Regions from separate parts of the Macaca mulatta genome. Here all the other regions are linked to region 1. The links are chromatin contacts, called in public Hi-C maps. All regions are on one chromosome and are shown on one strand. The core of a region is the stretch at or near the end of the contact, and the rest is flanking DNA. Distances in the headings are between cores, read along the strand shown. Region 1 has its middle 280 kb from the start of MEX3B. Region 2 has its middle 110 kb from the start of TMC3. Region 3 holds the start of MEX3B (mex-3 RNA binding family member B).

Evidence for each region. Hi-C and Micro-C count contacts between places; a contact is called where the count stands out from the background.
Region 2: a Hi-C map of fetal cortex germinal zone shows a contact between it and region 1, with 3 times the contacts expected there. The contact joins two enhancer-like sites. A contact is called at or near these places in 2 of 14 Hi-C or Micro-C datasets (fetal cortex germinal zone and fetal cortical plate).
Region 3: a contact with region 1 is called in a Hi-C map of fetal cortex germinal zone, with 4 times the contacts expected there. The contact joins the promoter of MEX3B here to the enhancer-like site in region 1. A contact is called at or near these places in 2 of 14 Hi-C or Micro-C datasets (fetal cortex germinal zone and fetal cortical plate).

What each region holds. Positions count from the first base shown.
Region 1 is chr7:59,989,585-59,993,608 of T2T-MMU8v2.0, forward strand. No RefSeq gene overlaps it. Among named protein-coding and RNA genes, the nearest start is that of MEX3B, 280 kb to the right of the region's middle. Within about 2 kb of position 2,252, at least 9 of the 40 cell types and tissues checked have an H3K27ac peak or open chromatin away from gene starts, as enhancers often do. A contact at or near this core is called in fetal cortex germinal zone and fetal cortical plate, where this site is marked.
Region 2 is chr7:59,729,962-59,733,849 of T2T-MMU8v2.0, forward strand. No RefSeq gene overlaps it. Among named protein-coding and RNA genes, the nearest start is that of TMC3, 110 kb to the left of the region's middle. Within about 2 kb of position 1,585, at least 8 of the 40 cell types and tissues checked have an H3K27ac peak or open chromatin away from gene starts, as enhancers often do. A contact at or near this core is called in fetal cortex germinal zone and fetal cortical plate, where this site is marked.
Region 3 is chr7:60,273,276-60,277,172 of T2T-MMU8v2.0, forward strand. MEX3B (mex-3 RNA binding family member B) reads right to left here and starts at 2,351. Exons shown (of 2, transcript XM_001110186.5): 1 at 798-2,351. The coding sequence starts at 1,065.

The sequences.
Region 1 (4,024 bases), core at 1,002-3,501:
GCGTCACTCGCATCCAGCAGCTAGCATGTTCCTAGGTCTTATTAGCATGAGAGGGCACAGACCCATGCCACTGTCTTAACCCGAAGTGCCAGAATGGACAGTGTAGCCTGGACACCAGCCAGGAAGAAAGCCTTCCAATGGGTAAGAAAGTGTGTATGAAAGAAACGTTTAAACTGTAAAGCACAATACAAATGCCAGAAGTGGCGATCCATAATACTACTGCATCAGTACTTAGAACTGAAAATGTAAATTATGCATTCTCCAGTAAGTTTGGGGGCTTGCAATCATAGTGGTTTGCAGTCATTTGCATCAGGCTTTTATTGTCTTATTTATGCTTGAGACCAGCTCATTAAAAGACAGTGACATTTGTCTTCGAGCAACACAGACAGCATCATCCGCAAGAGAGCAGCTTGCACAGTTTTGCTGCTTGACCTGCTTGCCTTTGGACATCTGGGAGTGGTAGGAGGCCTCTGGTGCCTCCCAGGTGCCAAACCATTTCCTGGATAGCTTTGGACAGACCCTGTTCCCTGTGCGGAGAGGTCCTTTTCTGGACTTCTTCACTGACAAATTCTCTGATTCCCTCTCAGGAGTTTTGCCTTTTCAAAGTGGAGAGGAGTGCATAAAGAGGAGTAATCGACAGGGAAACACCTTAAATGTGCAGGTCCCTGGCTCAGGAAGCTGCAAATTCCCCCTCCCCTCCCCCACCCCAAATCCCCCACCAGCACCACCTGTCTTCTCCCCACCTCTCCAGGTAAATAATTCCCCTTTCTGGGGGTCAGTGTGGCATAATTCCCTCTGTGCTATTTTTCTGTCCTGATCCAAGATTCCCTTTGTTATGGCTGAATGGACAAACACGGAGCACACGTGAACCAATGGTTGGGTGCCTTACACCTAAGGGGAAAAAAAATCCTTTCATAAAACTGCTTTGACAAGAATTTCCAAATAGAGATTTTCAATGTAGAATGGCTGGTTGGGACCTATGTACAAAGCTCCATATAGAGGCTGCAATTCATTTCTTTAAAATTCTCGCTTATTTCCTGTTTCCTCCTTTAAAAATGAAGGTACTGCCAGAAAATTTTCCTGTATCAAGGACATACACATTGTGCCTTCTCTGAATCACACTTCACTCTTTATTCATTCAATAAACACCCTGATTAACTTCCATTGATTAAGGGTAAGAACTCACTACGAGTGAGGTATTATTTGAGAAAAAAAAAAAATGTTCCCAACTCAGTTTCTTTTGTATGACAATATAATTAAAAGGCATCCTCCAAGGCCAGGGAGCTCCTAAGGGGAAGGAATTGTGGCAAGCGTTCAAGTCCACATAACCTCCGTCACTTGTGATTTGGCACCCGAAATAGTTACATGGTTTGGAAGGATTTTTTTCTTTTCTTTTTCAGTGTTGAACAATAGCTGATTATTTCACATTTTTAAAGTCAGTTTCAAATGCTTTTTTTTTTTTTTTTTTTTGAATCTGCAAACCAAGAACCTGGAAAGGAATACAAATTCCTTCCTGGAAAACATGTATCCCTTCCTGCCCTCCCTCCACACCCTGATAAATAACATGAGCATGCAGCGATTTGCCAACAGCAGCTCCAGGCATGAGGCACAACATCTGTTACTGAGACACTGGAGAGACAGTGGAAAGCAAGTTGGCTACCTGCCAACCCTCAGACTCCAGATTTTTGCTGACAAGGCTGTCAATAAATAGGCAGATGGCATCAGCTCTGCTGGCAGGAGAGTTCAGTTAACCCAATGCGGGACATTATCTCAAATTCATGGTGCACCAGGCTGAGCCCTTTATTGGGCCATTAAAGCCATTCCTTGATGGAGAAGGGAGAGCAGGACTAGGAAATCAGGAGACACTAGCTTCATTTAATTAGATTAACGAAGCCTTCCACAGTGGCAGCCAGAATCAGATTAGCCCTTGTGACCATGAAAAGCTATGTATTTTTTTTTTGAGGGGGTGGGGGGTGGGCGGGGGGAGGTCCCTCATTCACACATTGCATTTTATGCCATCTAAACATAAGGATCTAATTCTCAGTAGTTATGCATACCCCTGCAAAGAGAACTTAACCCAAAATAAACATTAGGAAAGATCTACACATCTCCTCTGCAAGCAAGCGCATGGCTGCATTGTCCTGTACGAACTGTATGCAAATATGTGAGCTCAGTGCTAGCAGCATTTAGATGAAAAGCCAGCATGGGCTCCATGTCCTATCAAGCCCAGGAATATCACGGCTAACTCTCAGAGACGTCCTCTGGTGGTGAGTTGGGGACAACACCCTTTCCTATCTGAAAGAATGGTTAAAACCCTTTAGAATAGAAGCGTGTGGTGATTGCAGTGTAATCGCATGAGCATCGGACTAAGATCTGCAGTGGGATCTGAAGCAGGTCATTTAAACAACTCTCTGCATCTTCTCGTCTACACAAACAACTCGGCTGATGGAAGCAATAAATGAGATAGTTCCATACATCTGCATAGTATTTTAGAGTGACAAAGTTGCTTTTGTATATTCTAAGACAGTGGTTGTCATCTGGGGATGATTTTACCCTCCAGGAAACATTTGGCAATGTCTGGAGACACTCTTGGCATCTAGCGGGTAGAGGCCAGGGTGCTGCTAAACATTCTCCAATGCACAGGACAGCCTCCACAACAAACAATCATTCAGCCTGAAATGTCAATAGTTCAAGGGTGAAAAACGCTGCACCAGGATGATGTAACTAAAAGTTCTTCATATCCCATGAAAATGAGAAAAAAGAAAGAGGGGCTGGCTACCACGGTGTGGAGAGAGAAACTTAGATATTTGTTCTTAATGTCACTTAATTTCAGTGTCACTATTCCAAATGTTATTTTCTTTTTAAACCTTCGCTAAACCATCAGTTCCCGCAATTTTTTTGAGCTGGTCTTATTAATCAGATTTGAATGATGAAATATCACATCCATAAAAGGCATTTTGGGTTTAGCTAGTTATTATCAAATGAGAATATGCATCTGCCCAAAAACTAGGTATATAACACATTGAATAGAAGCATGGCTAATTAGCAACTGGCATCTGAGGTGTCAACAGGATTTGGGGGATTAAAAGGAAATTAAGATGGCTTCAGACTGTATGGGTTAGGGATTTGGGGTTTATCTACAAAGGTGGTCTCTTTCTAATTTCTCCTCTTTGGTTTGAATTGTTTTGGACGGACAAGAGAAGAGGGATGACTCACTCTCTGTTTTGAATGTGTAGCTGCCCTTTTTAGGTATCAGTCTGGTAAATCTCTGTCCTGCCACCGTCTTGTTAGTGTTACGAGCTGAACTGTTTCCCCCCAGAATTCCTATGTTGAAGTCTTAACTTCCAGTACCTGGAAATCAGGGCATTGCAAATGGAATTAGTTAAGATGAGGTCATACTGGAATAGATTGGGCCCCAATCCAGTAAGATCGGTATCCTTTTAAAAAGGGGAAATTTGGATACCATCACACACAGGGAAAACACCTTGTGAACAAAAAGGCAGAGATCGTGGTAATTCATCTAGCTCAGGAACACCAAAGACTGTGCCAGCAAACCACCAGAAACTAGGAAAGAGACAGAACAGATTCTTTCTCACAGCCCTCAGAAGGAATCAGCCCTTGATCTCAGGCTTCCAGCCTCCAGACCTGTAAGACACTAAGGGTTTGTTGTTGAAACCACTTGGTTTGTGGTTTTTGTTACCGTTACTGCAGCCGTAGCAAACCATCAGGTAGATAGGAATTCAAGCAATGGAAGGGAGACAGACCATTCTTGATGATCATCCTCCATCCACTCCCATGCTCACCCAATTGCTCATAAGGAGCATACAGCTATCTGCTCAACTTAGGCAGTGAAAGCCTCTACCCTATCTCTCCTCTAGCAGGCAAAAGGAAGGGAGCTAGGCAATACAAGAGCCCTGTTTCCTTATGCCCCAGGCAAGGTTTCCAGGAATAGCTGAGTGAAAAACCCTTTCCTTAAAATATCATAAGAGGGTGGGAAAGGACGGAGGCAAGCCTGCTTACTTTG
Region 2 (3,888 bases), core at 335-2,834, 260 kb before region 1:
GAGGAGGCCACCTCTGAGAGGGCATCCTTCCCAGGGAACTAAGATGCTCAGCAGAATGCAGAAGAAACTGGTTCCAATGGAAAGATTGTCAAAGAAAGTGGTGTCACAAAGGGAACTTTTGAAAAGATGTTTTGGGGGGAGAAATAGAAAGGAAAGAGCAATCTCTTTGCAAGGAATGCACACCTGAAATGATCTGGCAAGTGCACAGTGGTATTAGAGAGAAGCTGGAGATTATCCCACAGGGAGGTATGACCTCGATTTTTTGGTTATATAACATTTCAATAATGCATGTGCATGCTGCACTCTAAGAACAAAAATTCCTTATCTCCAGTGTAAACCTAGAGTGCTGGTTACTGCACACCATTTTTTGGGTATATCTTTGGCTTAATGAACATGCCCCTAGGAAAGATGTAGGGTAGATGCTGAGATTGCCACAGGGGACTTTCTTCTCACTAGGAGTGTAATTCTATGAGTGAAAGTAGAGGAAAAAAAGGAGGTCAAGAAAAAGTGGGGAATAAGAGAAAGCGATAACAAGCTCTGAGCTTCTCTTCTAGAAGTCTGTTCGGAGACATGATCTCATATGTTTTCCTAATATTCTTATAAGATGAGTAGGAAGCAGTTATCACCACCTGAACTTGACAGAGAGGAGAGTGGGTCCATAGAGATCAGAATACCTTTCTTAAGAGATGGCAATTTGTTAATATAATCAGGAATATAATAAGGTGGTTTAGTAGCCTCCTGGGTGTACACAGTCTTAAAGAGAGGGGTCGTTATTTTTTTATTTTTTATTTTTTATTATTTTTTTATTTTTTATTTTTTGAGACGAAGTCTTGCTCTGTCGCCCAGGCTGGAGTGCAGTGGCCGGATCTCGGTTCACTGCAAGCTCCGCCTCCCGGGTTCACGCCATTCTCCTGCCTCAGCCTCCCGAGTAGCTGGGACTACAGGAGCCCGCCACCTCGCCCGGCTAGTTTTTTTGTATTTTTTAGTAGAGACGGGGTTTCACCGTGTTAGCCAAGATGGTCTCGATCTCCTGACCTCGTGATCCGCCCGTCTCGGCCTCCCAAAGTGCTGGGATTACAGGCTTGAGCCACCGCGGCGGAGGGGTCGTTATTTTTAAGTAAAACAGACTATCATCATTGACACAAGACAGTGAGATATTTTACTAATTTAATTGATTTTCTTGCTCTCACTGAATGGAATTAATTTATTTGCACATGCTGACAGAGACCCAGAAAAAAAGCTCTAACCATAAGTCAGCACAGCCTCATTTCAGGATGAAAAGTGGTTTCAGCTCATGGCTCAGTGCCTGGGAAGGAAATATGAATCCCCGCTCAGAGGAAGGTGTGCTTCATCCAGCAACAGGAGCTGCTTTGGGGCTTATTATTCAAATTTGGCAGAATGGAGGATGGTCTGGCAAAGAGGCCGGGTTTATAGATAAAAGACCCGATGGTCAAGTGATTGGAGATGAGAGAATTTGCTGTATTTTGGGCAGAAGCTCTGGCTGTAGCCTCCCCCCGGCACCTTGCCCATCGCAACAATGATGGAGATCCGCCAAGAGGATCACAGCAGACTGGCTTGCTCATACAGCCTGGCTTTCGGGTGTGCACTACAGAACATTCACCCTGATCTCAATAGAGGAGCATGTGGTGGTGGGGGTGCTGAGAAAGCCCACATCAATACCTTCATTAAGGCTCTTAGCACTTCTGCAGCTGAACAACATTTAACATGTACGCACTCCTAACATTCAATACATTCACTTAGGAAATGTAACCTTTCATGATGGGTGAGAATGTGAGTCTCTTTATCGCCACCCCCAAAATCCAAGGGCTCTAGTGTCAGGGACTGGCAGATTTCCCAAACCATTGGAATTTTTCCCTCTCAAAGAAAAGCACAGCTGAGATTTTAACTACATGTTAGCTGGGGAGTCTAAATTAAATGGAGAAGGTTTGAATGTTTTGAAGAAAGAATAAGTTTTCCTTTATTTTCTTTTTCCTTTCATATTTTTCACCAGCAGCACTAATGTGGCACACCAGCTATTTGGCAAGCCAAATTGCACCCCTGAGAGGATAGTTACCAAGGTGCTTTGCCCATAATTGCCACCCAATAAAGGCTTGACTGGTTGATCATTTAATTACACGCTGTGTATTTCTTAACTTTCTTCAAGCATCAAGCAGACTTAAGCAGACCCAACACCACAGTAGGTCAACATTAGGGGCTAATCAATTCTAGTATTTGTGCAGTGCTGTTCTCTTAACAAAGCATACTCATTCTCGTCTAATTCCTTATTCCACACGTGACGACTCTGGAGACCATTAATCAGGGCTCAAGAAACTTGATCTGTAAAGGTACAGATTATAAATACTTTAGGCTTGTGGGCCAAATACTCTCTGTTTCAACAACTCAACTCTACCACTGTTAGGTGAAAGCAGCCCTAGACAATAGGTAAATGAGTGGCTGTGACTGTGTTCCAATAAAACTTTATTTATAAAAGCAGGTATTGAGCTAGATTCGACCATGAGCCATAGTGTGCCAATCCCTAAGTCATTGATAACCTGACATTGCCCATTAAGAATCTAATGCCCAATGAAATTATATCTTGTTTCTTTAATTCTGCCTACATAACTCATTTTTAAAGGAGTTTTTTTCTTTTTTTACTTCTAGTTTTAGATTCAACCGTAATAGTTCATAATAATCAATGTTTTGTAACAACGATGACTCCAACCTCACTCTGTCTAGATCTAGATTGTTACCCTACCAAAGTCCTTGCCCGTTGTGCTGCTAGAGGTGATTCATTCAAGAAATAAACTAAAGAAGAAGCAGCATGGCTCAGAGTCCCTAAGCCAAATGCTGTTGTTAAGGACTGTGAATGGTACAGGGTCTGCCTGCAGAGCCCCACGAGTGCCTGTGCTGTGCCTGTTGGACACCTTAGCATCACTCCTCACATAACCCTACCAGACAGTCACTTGCTCTCCTCTCATTTTAAAGATGAGCAAACCCAGGCCAAGAGCAGTTAAAAGAGCTCCTCAAGGTCACCCACAAGGTCATGTGCAGTTGCATAGGGCCCCATCCTCTGAAGGGGGCCCTGCATGATTGTATTAATGCTTTGCTATTGCCATTTTGAATTCTTAATGCATTTTGAACAGAGGGCTCTGTATTTCCACTGGGTTCTGCAAATTGTGTTCTGTTTCCTGGCTACAAAGCTGATAAGAGTGGAGCTGGGATTCAAACCCAACTCTGTCAGGCCTCTCCTTAACTCTGTGTGTTCTTCTCACCATCGACCCCCAAGTGATTGAATTGAGGGAAGATTTTGTTATCACGGGCTCAGCTTCACTTGGTTGATATATTTGCAGGGGCCAGACAGAGATGTGCTCAAGGGACCAAATCCATTTGACCCATATCAAACGTATAAAACTCAACACAAAATACTGTTTAATCATATGATCCAAAAGATCACAAAAAAGTAATTTACGTTTGTATGGTATGTTGACTTTCATTATCTGACATAATCCCTCTCATTTCCCTGTAAGTGGATGTTACTATCTCAAGTTTCAAGTGAAGAAACTGAGGCACAGAAAAAGTTAAATAACTTGCAGAGTTGGAGATAGCCAATGCAGCTGCATATCCAATTTTTCTCTCTTGAGATGAAAAGGATCCCTTTTTCCAGGTCTCACCTCAATATCCAGGTTTATAAATGATTCCTGGAATGGGATATAATTATTTCCAGGTATGCAGACTCACACTAATATCTGCCAACAAACAGTTAAAGAAAGGAGAAAAGTGTGCCATTTCCTTCTGAAAAAAAGCCCTGCCTCCCCCTTCATCTGTTAGAGTAGATGATGTGGCTTTCCGTCCATTGAGTGTCTCTAGGAAAGACTCAACTAGAAAAGC
Region 3 (3,897 bases), core at 1,101-3,600, 280 kb after region 1:
GAGAGAGAGATGGACACGCCCATTATCCTGGGGTAACCACGGGGACCGGGGACAGCCCGCGTTCAGGACAGCGAGATGGCAGGACAAGAGATGGGCGTAAAGGGGGCGTCTCCCTCAATGACCTCGGGCCGCGCACGGGCTGGGCAGTGAATCCCACCCGCGAGACGCTCGAGGAACAGCCCATTGGCTACCTGGCCCTCCCCCAGTGACTGCAGTCGTCCCGAATCAAACCCGAGAATCCCAGAAAAGTCATCTGGGGAGATGCCGCTGGGATCCAGCTGGGCGCGCCGTCAGCTCTGAAGACATGGGGAAGGGGCTCAAGGAAGGCAGCTGCAGGCACGATGCCTCAGCGCTGGTGGACTGGGGGCAGGGGGTGGGGTGTGAGTCCTGGGACCCATTGTTCCTCCTCTGGGCTCCATTCCGCTTTGCAGAAATCCAGAATCCTCCTCCCATCCTATGCTCACTCCTCCTCCTCTCTCCTCCCAAAGGACTGATCAAAGGCCCCCTCCCCCAAGCATCTTACATTTGTTTTTTTGGAGGTGGGTTGGGTGTGGGGCGTTAGGGGAGAAGGCAGTGATTTTTGCAGAAGAAAGTGCATCCCGCCAGGGCAGCGGCGCGGCTCCGGGAGACAGCCTGCCTGCACTTTCTTTGTCTGGGGCGCCGGCCCATCGCGAGGCTCTTCCTCTCTCCCCAAGGCACCCCACGCCGCAGATCCCGATACTGAACACGCCTTCCCCGCGAAGCAGTGGCCTGAGACCCTACACCGCTCCCTACCTCCCCATCCCTCTTCGACCTACCTTGCCGCCCTACGATCTCGGCGACATGCTCAGAACTGGGCACCGGCACGCACTCGGTCATGTTCACGCTCTTCTTGCGCGGCTCGCTGTCGTACAGAGAGGCGCCCTCGTCACTGTCCAGCCCCAGCAGGGAGAGCTGGTCCAGCGCGAGCTGCAGGGCTCTTTGGTCATCCAGGGTCTCTCCCCCTCCGCTGCCGCCGCCGCCGCCGCCGCCGCCGCCGCCGCCGCTGCCGTTGCGCTCCAGGTCTGCAAACAGCGAGCTTGGCATCGCTCGGCCGTGCGCGCCGCGCCCCCGCCGGCCCTCGGCTAGGCGGCGAGAAGCTGCGGCCACAAAGGCAGCCGGGAAGCGGGTGGTCAGGGGCGGGGAGGCCGGCCGCCTGCTGAGGGTTCCGTTGTTTCTTCCTCGGTGCTGGGAGGAGTGGGTCGCTCTGTGCGGTCCGCACCGGGCAGTGGCTGCAGGAGGCCCCGCCTGGGTCCCCACCCCAGATCTGCTGGCGGGTGGGGTGGGGGCAGAGCTCTAGCGGTGGCCGCGCGTGCCCCCCGAGTGCCCGGCTGGCTGGCCGCGATGCCGAGCGAAAAGCGAGCAGGCGAGCGACAGAAGCGTTTCTTTAAGGAGCCCCTCCCCGGCTCCTCCACTCCCGCCCGCCCGCCCGCCCGCCCTCACTCAGCGCTTTTTCCTCCTCTCCTCCCCGCCTCTTGACTGAGCCTCTGCAGCCAGACGACTCCGGAGGGGGACGAGGGAGGCGCAACGTCACAGGCGGGAGCTGACACCACAATGCTACTGACACTATCGCTGGGGGAGGCGATTGGCGCGCGCCAGGTCGGGGGCGGGAGGAGGCCGCGGGTTGAGCGAGCCGAGGGAGAGCGCCACCCCCCACCCCCGCGCTCGCCGCAGCCCGCCCAGTCCTCCTCCCGGCCGCGCCCCTCCCCCGCCGCCGCTAACGCCTCTCTTTGTTGTCTATTGCGGGACTGGCAGGCTCGGGACACTTGTATGTACCTATCAGCCGAGGACAATCATTGTCCCCAAGTCTCCTCCCTCGCCTGATTCAGAAAACAAAACGCGCCCAACTCTGGTGCCTGGGGCCCGGCTCTAGAAGAGCGGTCCTTAGAAAGTCCCGTTAGTGGCTCCAAAGAAACCTTCCATGGAGCCAAAGCTTCCTCTGGGAGAAGAGTCTGTAGTCCGCCCAAAACGGCGACCCGATTACTCCGACATGGAAAACGGGACTCCAAGTCTTGGGACGCACGGGCAGAGTGACTCCCGGCGCGGGTTGTCCACCTGCGCGGGAGGGCAAGAGACACAAAAGCACACGCCCGCCCACACTGGCACCCGCGCGCGCGCGCGCCCTCGCGTCTACATTTCTCTCTCCTTGGGCAGCACTTCGCCCATCTGGCCCTGAAACTGAGAAAGGGAAAGCTGGCTGCTGCGCGAGCTCGGCCAGCCGGGCTGCTGGCGACCTCTGGAATGCATGGCACCAGAGTCCAGCACACGCCCGGCGCCCGGGCCGAGACCCTGCGGGTTCTGACACGCGCACGAGCGCCGCGCCGCCACCGCGGGAACGCAGGCCACAGCGCCAGCGGGCGCGCACGCCTGTTCCCCTATCCCTCCCCGCCTAGCCCCGCGGCCGGGCATGCGCAGTGCGCGCGCGGAGCGGGCGGGCCCTTTAAGGCGGGCGGTGCGGCGCGCGCGCGCGCGCGCGCCGGTCCAGTCCGCGGCACCGCCCCGACGGGAGGTGAGCGCTCGGTGCCCTGCAGCTCTTTGTGCGCTTCTCAGGGTGGGGGTGGCGGCAGAGGGAGGTTGCGACGGGACCTGCCGGCGAGGACTGCGAGCTGCGCCCCCTCCCGGATCTCCCAGGGACAGTCTCCGAGCGCGAGAGAGAAGGAAGGAGGTTTTGAGGGGCGGGCCGGAGCGGTGCGCGCTGCTCCTCTCCGCTCGCATCCCCCTCTGCTGCCCACCAGGGCTGACACCCCTTCGGTCCCCGCGCGCTCTCCTGTCCTTTGTTCCGGAAGCCGCCTGGCTCGCCGCGCCCTTTGCGTCCCGCCGCGGACCGTTCCGCAGAGCGGCTGGGCCCGCGGTTCATAGAGTCGCCCAAGGCCCGTACAGCGGGACGCCTGCCCAAAACAATGAGGCCATAGGGCCGCAGCCGTACACGGGCTAACTCCGGAGACCTCGTGGTGCCGCGGGGGGGGTCCCGGAGCTTGAAGGCAGAGGCTCCCCTAGGTGTGCCCTGCGTGACCGCGGCTAGAGGGAACGAGCGCTGTGGGCCTTGGTTTCTCATCCGTAAAATGAAAAAAAAAAATCCCCGCCCTTACCACCTCGTGGGTCGTTCGGAGGATTAAATGCGACAGTGGATGGGCGCGCGCTTAGGAATCAGTAGACAGTTCCGCAAGCGCCTTTACTTTTGAGAACGCGGAGGTGCCGCTCACTTCCCCGCTTACTCACCTGGAGCTGTCTTGGGAAAGAGGTGCTGATTATTTCCTTGGGGAAATGGGTTTAGAAGCCACTTACAGTGGTTATTTCCTCAGGATGTTTACGTCAGCTTCCCGAAGACTGGTGTGTGTTTTTCTTAAAAGGGAATGTTCGATGGGAGGAGGCAGGTGGGAGGATGGTGCTGAGTCCTCCGTGAAAGCCACCACTTAGAGCTCCAGTAGGAAATTTCTGTATTCTTTTGACCCGGTTTATGGACTTGGAATCCAACTAACTTGGGAATAAGGGTTCTTGCCGAGATGGAGGGTTTGAGTAAGGGGTCCTGACTGGGGAGAGCCAGAGATGAGGCCCAGCCTCCTGCGCTCACGCAAGGCCTTTAAACAGAAAGCAGACTGGAAAGGCGCTTGGAGCATTTCCATCTATTTAACACAAAGGGCTAGTTTCTCGCTTCTTAGTTCTGTTTCTCTGAATTTCATAGCCTTCGGATTGGGCCTACTGAGATTTCTTTTTTTTCCAAGTAGAAAATAATAATGAAGGTAAAGTTGTTCCTCCGCTGATGAGGAGCTGTGCACGGATAATGGAGTGTAGGGAGAGTCTGCTTCTGCTAGGGAGCTTGGCCACTAATATTTTCAGACCTGCCATAACTCCTTCTGCTTGCATCTGCAGCGATAAGAA